4 separate regions of the Zea mays genome follow, and regions 2, 3 and 4 are each linked to region 1. Evidence: chromatin contacts called from public Hi-C data. All regions are on one chromosome and are shown on one strand. Each heading gives the region's core, a stretch centred on a gene start, on an enhancer-like site or on the middle of the called end of the contact. The rest is flanking DNA. Distances are from core to core; before and after follow the strand shown.

Evidence for each region. Hi-C and Micro-C count contacts between places; a contact is called where the count stands out from the background.
Region 2: a contact with region 1 is called in a Hi-C map of leaf, with 2.2 times the contacts expected there. The contact joins the promoter of LOC100279081 here to the promoter of LOC100282671 in region 1. A contact is called at or near these places in 2 of 25 Hi-C or Micro-C datasets (leaf and tassel).
Region 3: a Hi-C map of leaf shows a contact between it and region 1, with 2.7 times the contacts expected there. The contact joins the promoter of LOC100283628 here to the promoter of LOC100282671 in region 1. A contact is called at or near these places in 12 of 25 Hi-C or Micro-C datasets (bundle sheath, ear, endosperm and 5 more).
Region 4: a contact with region 1 is called in a Hi-C map of leaf, with 3 times the contacts expected there. The contact joins the promoter of LOC100281440 here to the promoter of LOC100282671 in region 1. A contact is called at or near these places in 8 of 25 Hi-C or Micro-C datasets (bundle sheath, ear, leaf and 3 more).

What each region holds. Positions count from the first base shown.
Region 1 is chr2:242,069,478-242,072,177 of Zm-B73-REFERENCE-NAM-5.0, reverse strand. LOC100282671 (cytosolic chaperonin CCT epsilon chain) reads right to left here and starts at 1,413. Exons shown (of 9, transcript NM_001155579.3): 1 at 1,083-1,413; 2 at 59-377. The coding sequence starts at 1,281.
Region 2 is chr2:241,818,782-241,821,481 of Zm-B73-REFERENCE-NAM-5.0, reverse strand. LOC100279081 reads left to right here and starts at 1,253. Exons shown (of 1, transcript NM_001152131.2): 1 at 1,253-2,089. The coding sequence starts at 1,367. The coding sequence ends at 1,948.
Region 3 is chr2:241,928,017-241,930,716 of Zm-B73-REFERENCE-NAM-5.0, reverse strand. LOC100283628 reads right to left here and starts at 1,345. Exons shown (of 5, transcript NM_001156529.2): 1 at 1,024-1,345; 2 at 765-898; 3 at 271-664; 4 at 49-125. The coding sequence starts at 1,234.
Region 4 is chr2:241,882,955-241,885,654 of Zm-B73-REFERENCE-NAM-5.0, reverse strand. It overlaps LOC100281440, which reads left to right and starts at 1,335. Exons shown (of 11, transcript NM_001154358.2): 1 at 1,335-2,028. The coding sequence starts at 1,478.

The DNA.
Region 1 (2,700 bases), core at 164-2,663:
ATCTGCATCACATAGACAGACTGATTGAACAGAATAACTAAGATTTGTTATGACTTACATCTTTGAGGATAGAGTTGTCATGCAGGTCTGGACCAGGGGTTCAATGTTGTCTGCACTGAACTCAAACTTTTCGGATATATGTTCTAGGTGGTCAAAAGCTACCTTTGACGCCATCTCATAGCCTTCAGCCACCCTAATGGGGTGAATACCACGCTCCAGAAGCTTCTCAGCCTGCTCGAGAAGAGCCCCTGCCATGACTACCACCCCGGTGGTACCATCCCCGATTTCATAGTCTTGACTACGGGACAGCTCCACCATCAGCTTTGCTATCTGGTTGTCAACATCCATCTGCTCCAGGATGGTCGCTCCATCATTTGCTGGCAATTTACAAGGCAGCACTTTCAGTAAGCAAAGTACGTAACTGACGAACTGTTTGTCAGTGAGATAGCTTACATTACTGAAAAGCGAATTTGTAAAGCACAGAACTAGATTTTAAAATCAAAGCATCCTATCAAAACTAACCCACTGAACGGAAGCAGTGACCATCGAGATAGCTTATATTTATAACTGTGAAGCACTGGACAGTGAGACAGCACTTTGAACAAGCGAAACTTAGATCTCCGAATAAACATCCCCTGTCTAAATAGATTCATTGTATGGATCTTAAACTTTAGGGGGGTGTCACACTAAACAACAACAACAACAAAGCCTTTCTGTCCCAAGCACGTTGGTGTGTCACACTAAATAGGGGACAAAACAGCTTGTAAAACTATGTTGAACAAGCAAAATTGGATTTTAAAATCAACACCCTGTGTCTATATTGATTTATTTGCACGGATCCTAGCCAGTGGGGGCGTCTTCGTTAGCATTACAGAAGCTAAATGGTGGGGGCAAAACAACCTTAAACGTATGCTGTCTTATGAAGCCCAATAGGAGGAAATACGAGCAAATGCCCCGCGGAACCTATATCTCAAGGCGTGCACGCGCCATTCAAGAAACCCTAGCACTAAAAACCGCAGCCAAGCTAAAGCAGTCTACGCAAGGACGAGAAAAGCGAATGAAGGAGCCGAACAAACGCATACTGATGATGACGTCGCCGTCGGGGGACTGGAGCATCTTGTCCATGCCCTTGGGTCCCAGCGACGTGCGGAGGATCCGCGCGACGGCCTTGGCCGAGGCGATGTTGGCCTTCTGCGCGTCAAGCCCCCGAAGGCGCGTCTTCTTCTCCTGCTCCCGCAGGATAATGAAGGGGCGCCCGAACTCGTCGAAGGCGAGCGCCATGGCCGGCGCTCGGTCCGGATCAGAGGGGCCGGGGCGGAGTAGGAGGCGGCGGCGCGGGTGGTGGAGTGTGGGAGGGAGAGAGGGAGGCGAGTGCGGTGGTGGCTATAGCCTATAGGGCTCCAGTAGTCCAGTCCAGTGCGGGAGAGACAGATTTCTTTTATGCTTGGGCTCCGGCTTGTATGGGCTGAGAACTTGAGCTTTTCTCAGTGACTAATGGCCCATTAGACCCCAAACGCAAGATGCTGCTCTGCACCGCTTTGGCCCACGGGCTACTCAGTAAGTGCGCCCAGATGTCACTTACTTCTAAGGACGTTTGGTTTCAGTGACTAAAATTTAGTACGTATCAGATTATTAATATTTGAATGTATATTACGAGTATTAAATATAATATAATTATAAAATTGTATCATTCGATCTATAAACTCACAAAGTGCATGTTCTAGGTCTCTGAACTTATGAAGTTTGTTTCGGCTTGGTCTATAAAATTTTGAAATGCACATTTTAGTCCTATACTTTTATAGTTATGTCATCTATGTCCATTTTGTTTGTTATCATCACAGATCAAAACTGTTTTACCTTGTGATGACACTAAAACAACTTTATGAACCTAGATGATATAACCATAGAATTATAGGATCTAGAATGTGCATGTTGAAAATCTAAAAGATTAAGACAATACAACTTCACAAATTTATGGATCTAAATGTGTATTTTGCAACTGTAGGTTCTAGAATGATACAACTTTATGGCGGACCGTAGTGTATACTCATGCTTTGCTATGGAGTTGACATATAATCATAAGTAGACCTTATGAATTACATAAGGGTGAAGAAAAAACATAATTTCAAGAAGAACGAAAATGCGAACAATGGTATGAAGTATGTATTATGTAGAACTGATGTAGACCAATTAGGATGTTAGGTATGCTGATTTGATCTTTCTCATTGAGTAGTGTTTTCTGCAATTGAAGCTATCGATCATCCATTAATATCCTTGCTTGTACCTTGTGCTTCAGTTAATTTTGAGTTTTCTAAATGATAAGCTGACAAACTATTGCAATTTCACGAGCCTTCAGTTGCAAAAGGGTGCAAGAATCTCACAGATCTTATTCTCAGTGTTTTTCAGTCATTAACTGACTAAAGCATTGAGCTTGTAGCTCGTAACTGCAAAAACTTAGCACATTTGAAGGTCAATGGTTGTCAGAGCACTAGGAGCCTATACATTTATTCTACTTATTGTTAATAGTTATTTAATGTCAACTTAATGTGATGTGGTTCAAGTAAATTAAACACAACTTTGGAGCATGTGCTTGCCATGGCACGTCGAGGTCGGACGAGGACGCGTAGACATGTTGGTCGGTGGCTACGGCCACGGGCCCCCTCGTTGTACCACCGGCGATGAGGAGGTTGTAGTCGAGTG
Region 2 (2,700 bases), core at 4-2,503, 250 kb after region 1:
CTATTTTATATCAAGTTTAGTTTACTTGTATTTGTATAAATATCACTTATTAAATATCACGTGTTGTTATTTACCTAATGTTACATGATTCGATAGCTTAAAATATTATTTATACAATTTTGTTGACTTGATAGGGAGGATCACGAGAGATCTATTTTAATTTAAGGTTATTTTGACTATCTATAAACTTGTATTTAAATAAAAATCCACATATACATATGTTAAATTTCAGGGTGTGATGTTTGAGTTGAATTGAGTAAATATCCGAATAAGAATTCGGATTCGACTATCCGTTTTGTATTCGTATCCGGATGTAGACTAAAATATGGTAAATTGTGACATTCGAATTCATATTTATGCGTATTCGATCCGTTTTCACCCCTACCTAGCCCCCCTTCAGATCTGCTCTGTCGCTATGCTACTGCTACAATATGTAACATAATATTGTAAGAGCAAGTATAATGGTTGGAGGTAAGAGCATCTCCAAGAGTTCCTCAGGAAATGACTCCTTAAAATCAGTTTTAATGGACATCTAAATAATTAGTGGGGATAGATTTTTATCATTTCTCCAACAGATCTTTTAAAGCGGCATATTGTTTCTGGGTAGCCCGAAAACCCCCCTCATTTATAGCTACAAATTAGGGAGTTTTAAGGGTTATGAAAAAAAGTTGAGAGCGCGTTAGGGGAACTGTTAGAGTCACGTTTTTTTGTTCTTCCAAAAAAATGATTTAGGGGAGATTTCTAGTGAGCTAAATACTAGTTTGGAAGAGAGAAAAGAGGAGAGAGAAAGTGAGTAGAAATGGGCTACAACCTAACATGCAGCTTATACACGAAAAACTAAAAAAATCTGAAAGAGACGGGTAACCATTATACATATCGGCTTTATTATTGCTCTCCAGTCTCCGCTACTCGGGCTGAGCTGCATACGCGTGCGTATCCTGTCTACCACGGCACCAAGCCGCGGCAGTAAATAAAAGGGTAGTAATAATAATAAAGTAAATAAACAATGACGACAAAACGGTAACAATAATAAATAAGCGACATCTGGGGAGCAAGCAAACGATCCCGGGGTCCACGCAGGTCAGCTGGCGTGGCCCCAGCGGCACGCCAGCCTGTCATGCTCCCGTCCCTTCCCTTCCCTTCCCTTCTTCTCCAAGTCCAAGTCCAAGCCAGCAGCTGCAGCCTGCAGCTAGGCGACAAGCCACTCTGCACCGCTCGCCTATAAAACCAGCCGCCTCCACACCGCCATGTCATTCATTCCATTCCCCCCATTCGACGCCAGCCGCGGCAACCGCCACACGGACGGCCATCTCAACCGCCACACTAGCTACAAGCGAGCTTTCCAAATCCCGCGGACGGGACACCAATGGGGCTGTGCATGTCGCGCGGCGAGACCACGCCGACGCGGGCGGCCCCGCCGCCCAGCAAGGACACGGCGCTGGTGCTGATGCCGAGCGGCGAGATGCGGGAGTACCCGCCGCACACGGCCACGGCCGCGCGGGTGCTGCAGGACGCCTCCGCCTCCGCCTCCGCAGACTGGTTCCTGTGCGACGCGGACAGGGTGGGGTTCGAGGGCCCCGTCCCGGCGCTGGGCGGCGCGGAGGCGCTGCGCGCGGGGCAGATCTACTTCGTGCTCCCGGCCGCCGCGCGCCGCCGCGGCCTGCGGCGCGAGGACGTCGCGGCGCTCGCCGTCCGGGCCTCCGCCGCGCTCTCCGCTCGCCACTCCTGCGCGCGCGGCAAGCGGAGCAGGCGCTGCGGCGCCGTCGCGCCCCTCGTCTTCGCGCCGCCTCCTCCGCCGGAGGATGAGGAGGAGGAGCACGGGCGGTGGGAGACATTCGTCGCGGCGCGCAAGGCTCCTCCGGTGCGCCGGCACTCGCGTCCGACCTCACGGCGATCCCGGAGTGCGAGATGGCGAGTGAGTAGCGAGGGCTCAGACTGGCGGGGATGATGGAACAGTCACTTGGCCGTGTGTTGCCAAGACTTGGACTCTTCTGGAAGCAGAGGACGCTGGCCATGTTCAGCGCCAAAAACGAACGAAGGAAACGCGACACCAATCCGCACCATGTTTGTACACGCACGCTTTTTTTTTCAGAAATACAAATGGTGAACCGTACCTTGAAGTGAAGTGAACTCGGCGGCGCCAATGATGAAATGCGATAAGGGTTCGACGTCCAGGCAGAAACTTTATTGGGCCGTAGTGGGCCAAGTGAATTCGTGGGCTGCGACCCAGTTCTTCTGAACCTGTAAGTAAGGATTCAGGATTGAGGACGTGAAAGTATTGGGCTGAGCTCGCGTTCTTCCTTCGTCTGAATTCCTGCCACCGCTGTCATGCATGCACTGCTGCTGCTGCTCTACTACACCAATGGCAATGGAATCGTGCACAAGAGATACCACCAATGGAGCCTGGCTAGCCGATGCTTTCATGGCCGTCTTCACCAACCCTAGCTCCTGCACGCGACGCGACTAAGGGCCTGTTTGGTTCGGCTTTTTTCTGACCAGCTTTTCTGAAAATCTGGCTGTGGAGAGAATCTGGCTGTGGGGAAAATCTGAGTATCATTACGATTACGTGTGGAGTAAGATAAAGTTGTTCATAGGGCTCAGGATTTAGAAAGTGACGGATTCCTACTATTACAACGACTCAACCGATTATGTGTTTAGGTTGATTTTTGATGGTTTTTGCCTCCAACGAATTTTATAGAA
Region 3 (2,700 bases), core at 96-2,595, 140 kb after region 1:
GATGCATGTCATGTCATGTCAAGGGGAAGCTGCTGCTGGATTGCTAACCTGAAGGTGGCTTTTCACTTCGTCGTTTGTGAGGCCGTCCACCTTCATCAGCTCCCTGATCTGCTTTGGGGTGGCAACTGCAGTGCAGACAATCAGACATGAATGAACTCGTTAATTCCAACTCTACGTATCTAATACGGCAGGCAAGCAAGTAGGTAAGAACACGCTGCAGGCCGCCCAAAACCGGCAAGAAATAATTTGCATCTGAAGAGCAAGGCTCACCTTGGGGGCCACCGAGCTGGTTCAAGGCGGCGACGAACTGGCGATGCAGCTCCGTGGACCAGCAACGCCGAGCCTTCCTCGCCTGCTGCGACGGGGACTGGACGCCAACGCTAAGCGAAGGGGCAGCTGGCGCCGTGGCGGCGGCCGCCCTCGTCGCCGCCTGCGCAAACCCCACCACCTGGCGTCGGCTCTCCTCGGCGGCGCTCTTGGTCGCCGGCGGCGACAGCAAGCACAGGTCGGGCATCCCGGCGCGCGCGGCGGCCTTGTCGTCCATTCTCAAGCCGAGCGGCGCGAACGCCGGCGCGCCGGAGCCCACGGCAGCCTTGAGCGGCAAGAAAGCGCCGCCGGCGGCGCGAGACCTGGCCTCAGGCGAGCTCCTCTCCTTGTCTTGCTTCTGCGATCGCAAAGCTCCAAACTTTTAGTCCGCCGCCCACCACCGTCCACCAACGTGCTCAGAGTTCACGGATCGAAACGACGCCCGAATCGTGCCGTACCTCTGGTTCCGCGTCCTCGCGGCCGCAATCGCCCGTCCAGAGCTGCGCCGTGCTCATCCACTTGCTCTTGTCCCCGGCGGCGCCGTCCTCCTCCGCCACCGCCTTCCCCGCTTCCTCCTTCATCACATCGATCACTGCGCACACGCCAACGCATCGCCGCATAAAAAAAACGCATCCCAAAAATGGAAAAAGAAGCAAGAGGAAAATGAATCACAGGTGGGGAAAGAATAGGGGAAGAGGTAGGTGCGTGCGTGCTCACCGTCTGCGAGGAGGCGCGCGCAGAGCGGCAGCTCCCGCTTGAACATCTCGATCTTGCCCCGCTCCTCCTCGAGGCGGCGGATGCAGGCGTCCATGTCCGGCGCCGGCGCCGGCGCGTAGTCCTTGCTCTGCCGCACGGCCTTGGAGGCGAAGTGCCTCAGATCCAGGCTCAAATCGGCGCCCATCCCGATCTCCACGACGTCCAGCCCCATCGTCGCGATGAATCTGTCTACGGTGTCCTGTGTGCTGTGCCGGAAGGAACAAGTGCGCGGGCGGCGGATGGGAACTGCCAGAGGTCGTGGAAGGTGAGCTCCATTTATAGCAGACGAGGGAAAAAACTGGAGACGAGGGAGGAGTGATAGAATCTCGCAGCCAACAAGGACGAGTTTTCACGTCCATGGAATATTTGCACTAAAGCCCCTTATGTCTGTTGTATATTGTAAATTTACTGCTATATCTACTCTTACGTATGTGTTTTGTAGGATATTTTCAATTTAGTATTACTTCTGTTCTCGAATATTTGTCGCTCACTAGTTCATTTTTGAACTAAACAACGATAAATAAAAAAGAACTGAAGGAGTAGTACATTTGCTCTTATGTGTAATAAAGGTTGGATAACATTTCTTAAACAAGTCAGATGACGTTTTAGCTTGATTTCGGGTTTGGTTTCTTCTTAAAACCTAGATCAAGCTTGGTTCCATTTTACTCCTAATTTAAAACTATGACGAAGCTTCTACCATTGTTTTCAGAAAAACAACCCTTTACAGATTTAGTACATTATTTGTCACATAGGAAGACCCCTTGCGTTTGTAATATATTTTAATTTTAGTGCTATATACTTGTTCTTGTAATAAAGGTTTTGCTAACATTTCATAAACGAGTCTTAAGATGCATTGATGGCCTGGTTATGGGGATCAAATTCATCTCAAAATATGGATCAAGCTTGGTTTTTTTACTTCAAATCAACAAACTATGACAGAGCTCCTACCATTGTTTTTGGAAAAATAATCTTTTAAAGATTTATCGTATAGGGAAACACCTTGTGTTTGTAGAATATTTTAATTTAGTACTGATTCTACTCTTGTAATAAAAGTTTAGCTAACATTTTCATAAACAAGTCCAATGGCATATTAGACTGTTTTCGGGCTTGGTTTCGTCTCAAAACCTGTATCAAACTTGGTTCTTTTTTACTCATATTAAAAATCTACCACGAAGCTTTTGTCATAGTTTTGGAAAAAAACAATCTTTTGCAGAATTAGTACATAATTTGTTGTATAGGGAAACCTCTCGGGTTTCTAGGATATTTTTTAATTCAACACTATATTTTCTCTTGTAACGAAGGTTTAGCTACTAGAATTTTCGTACAGGGAAACACCTTGTGTTTGTAGAATATTTTAATTTAGTACTAAATCTACTCTTGTAATAAAAGTTCAGCTAAAATTTTCATAAACAAGTCCAATGGTGTACTAGTCGGTTTTCGAGCTCGGTTTCATCTCAAAACCTGGATCTTGGTTTTTTTACCAAAATAAAAATATAGCATGAACCTTTTGTCATATTTTTGGAAAAGAACAATCTTATAATTAGTACATAACTTGTTGTATAGGGAAACCTCTTGCGTTTCTAGGATATTTTTAATTCTGTACTATATTTCCTTCTGTAACAAAAGTTTAGCTAAAAT
Region 4 (2,700 bases), core at 86-2,585, 190 kb after region 1:
CTTTGGCAATTAAAATGTTCCGATTTTATAATTTCCCCCCACCAAAAGGTATAAGAGCATGTTTGGAAGCCCTCGATTTTTTTTAAAAAAAACTAGTTTTTGAAAACTAAGGTGGTTCCAAACATATCAGTTTATGCCCAGTTTATAGAAACTAGATTCCTAGTTTCTTAAAAACTAAGAAGAGTCTCCCCTGTCTAAAACTAGTTTATGAAAATTGAGGTGGTTCCAAACATCGTTAATCAGTTTTTTTTCATAAACTAGTTTCTAGAAACTAGAGATATAAACTGGATTCTTAAAAACTAGGTCGCTTCTGAACAGGGCCTAAGAAAACTTACATCTAATTACCATAGCAATGCTAAAGACATGTGTCATTAAGACATGTTTCTTTCTATATGAAATATGGACAGATATTTCCCTTTTTAAGAACATAGTTCTGTAGCCACTTACACTCCAAAACTTAATTTGGTTACCATCATGAATACTAAGGGCATGCTTGGAAGCACGTCAGTTTTATAAAAATCAGTTTATATCTCCCGTTTCTAGTTTTTTGATACACAATTACTAACATAGCCTTCATCTATTTTAAAAGTGGTGGCAATAAATGTAATTTTCATGAAACCAACAAGGGCATGATATAATTAAACAAACAAAAGTTGTTTTTAGCAACGGGAGAGTAGCCTCTTGGTTTTAAAAAAAAAATTAGAAACCCGATTTCTATAAACTGAGACGTCAACCGATATGCTTAGAAAGTTAGAACCACTCCACTTTCTATAAACCGGTTTCTTAAAAACAGAGTGCTTCCAAATAGGCCCTAAAATAAGAAAAAGGTTAATGAAGCAGTTTTTAACCTTTGTAGGACCTAAACAAAAGTGTGAATTTCCTATTTTCATTGGACTTTATCAGTGGTTTTATTTTCTAAGTATTATTTGTAAAAAATTGTTGACAAACTCTATATTTACTAATAAGTTTGTAAAGTCACTTAGTAGGTTGTAATTGTAACTCAAATTTTTGGTAAGAACAAGAACAAAGCTCTCCATTTTATCACTGTGTATCTATTCCTATGGTTGTTCGCTTCCAAAAAAGATCTAATTTATTTAGAGAATCATTCAGTACTATAAAAAGATAGCATGTATGTGACAAAAAGGCTGCTAAAAACAAAGCTAATTAAGACTAACCTACCACCATAAGATAAAACATTTTTTAAGACCAAAATGAAACGAAATGCGATGTGGGGTTTGACTGGTGGTTGGACTTTGGTTGTTGCCCCGTGGGCGAGGCGAGACTCACCTCCATGACATGTGGGCCACCCTTACGGTACCCGCGAAACCAACGACCGCCTCCCAAACAAAACGACAAGTAAAAAAAGGAAAAAAAAATAAAGCCCCCGACTCAGAATGGAGGCGGTCGTCGTCGTGGCCGCGGCCGTCGCCGTCGCCGTCCACCCGCTCCGCGCCCCGCCCTCGCGTCCCCGCCTCCAATGCCATTAACCCTACGCGCACGGCGGCTAGTGTTTCGTTCCCTCGTCCTCCTCCCACCCCTGGCCGTGACGATGCCGTCCTGGTGGAAGCGCTCCAAGTCCGCGTTCCACCGCTCGCCCGTCACCCCGTTCTCCTCCGCATCCACGCCGTCCTCTCCCGCGCGGGCGTCCACCTCGTGCGTCCAGCCCGGAGGCCGCGCCGGGAGAAGGGACCTCCTCGCGCCGCCCAAGCTCACCCGCCAGCGAAAGCTGCGCCACGTCGACGACCTCTACGTCGCGCTCGGGGACCTCCGCGTCGACGTCTCCGACAGGTCGTCCTCCTCCTCTCCGCCGCAGCAGAGGCGCCTCGCCACCGCCTCCGAGGCCATCGAGATCCCGGTACCCACCCTCGTCTCCAGGTCCGCCAGCGCCAGGGAGGGCGGCGCGCCGCCGCCCAGGTCCGCGTCCTCGCCCGTCCTCCACCCGCTGCCGCTGCCCTCGCCCAGGCCACCGGATCCGTCCGGGGCCGGGGCCGCCGATGGGTGGTGCGACAGGACGACGCACGCGCCCAGGTGCGGGCCATTTCTTCCTTTTCTTAGAAAAAATCCCCCCTTTTCTTCTTTCGCCCAATTTCATCTGAATTCAAACGGTTGGATATCTGGATGTGAAGCACGGCACGATTTGATTGCCCGGAGACTGTTATGGGGAGTGACATTCACGTGTGTAGAGGAAGTGCTACATTTGCAATTGACACTGTACGATCCTGTAGTTCCAACAATCGGTTGAGATGTTGCTTTCAGCCAGTAGCCGAAAGGCGTTTATGGTTATTCAGGGATTCTTAGCATTTATTGAGATGTGGAAATGTAGGAACGCGGGGGATTGGAACTGTCTCTGTACTAGAATGTTTCAACTGAATTTGAGACAGGATTTCTGGCACTTGACAATTGCTCAAACCGACATCTACTGCTATTGCCCTACAGTTCATCTGTCCTGGACAGAAATCAACAAAAGAGTGGCAAAGTCCTATCACTGTTTCATACCCTACATGAATCGGGCATGGTTTTTGTGGTGGTATATGAACATGTAGGATAGGCTAGGTGGTTTGAGTTAATTACAGGACCATTTCATCATTCATGAACTTTTACGGGAGAAGTGCATTTTTATGCACTAGGTTACTAACTTACTATCATCATGGGTTCATAATGAATCATACAATCAAGAAAGGTTTACATTGGAACATGCAA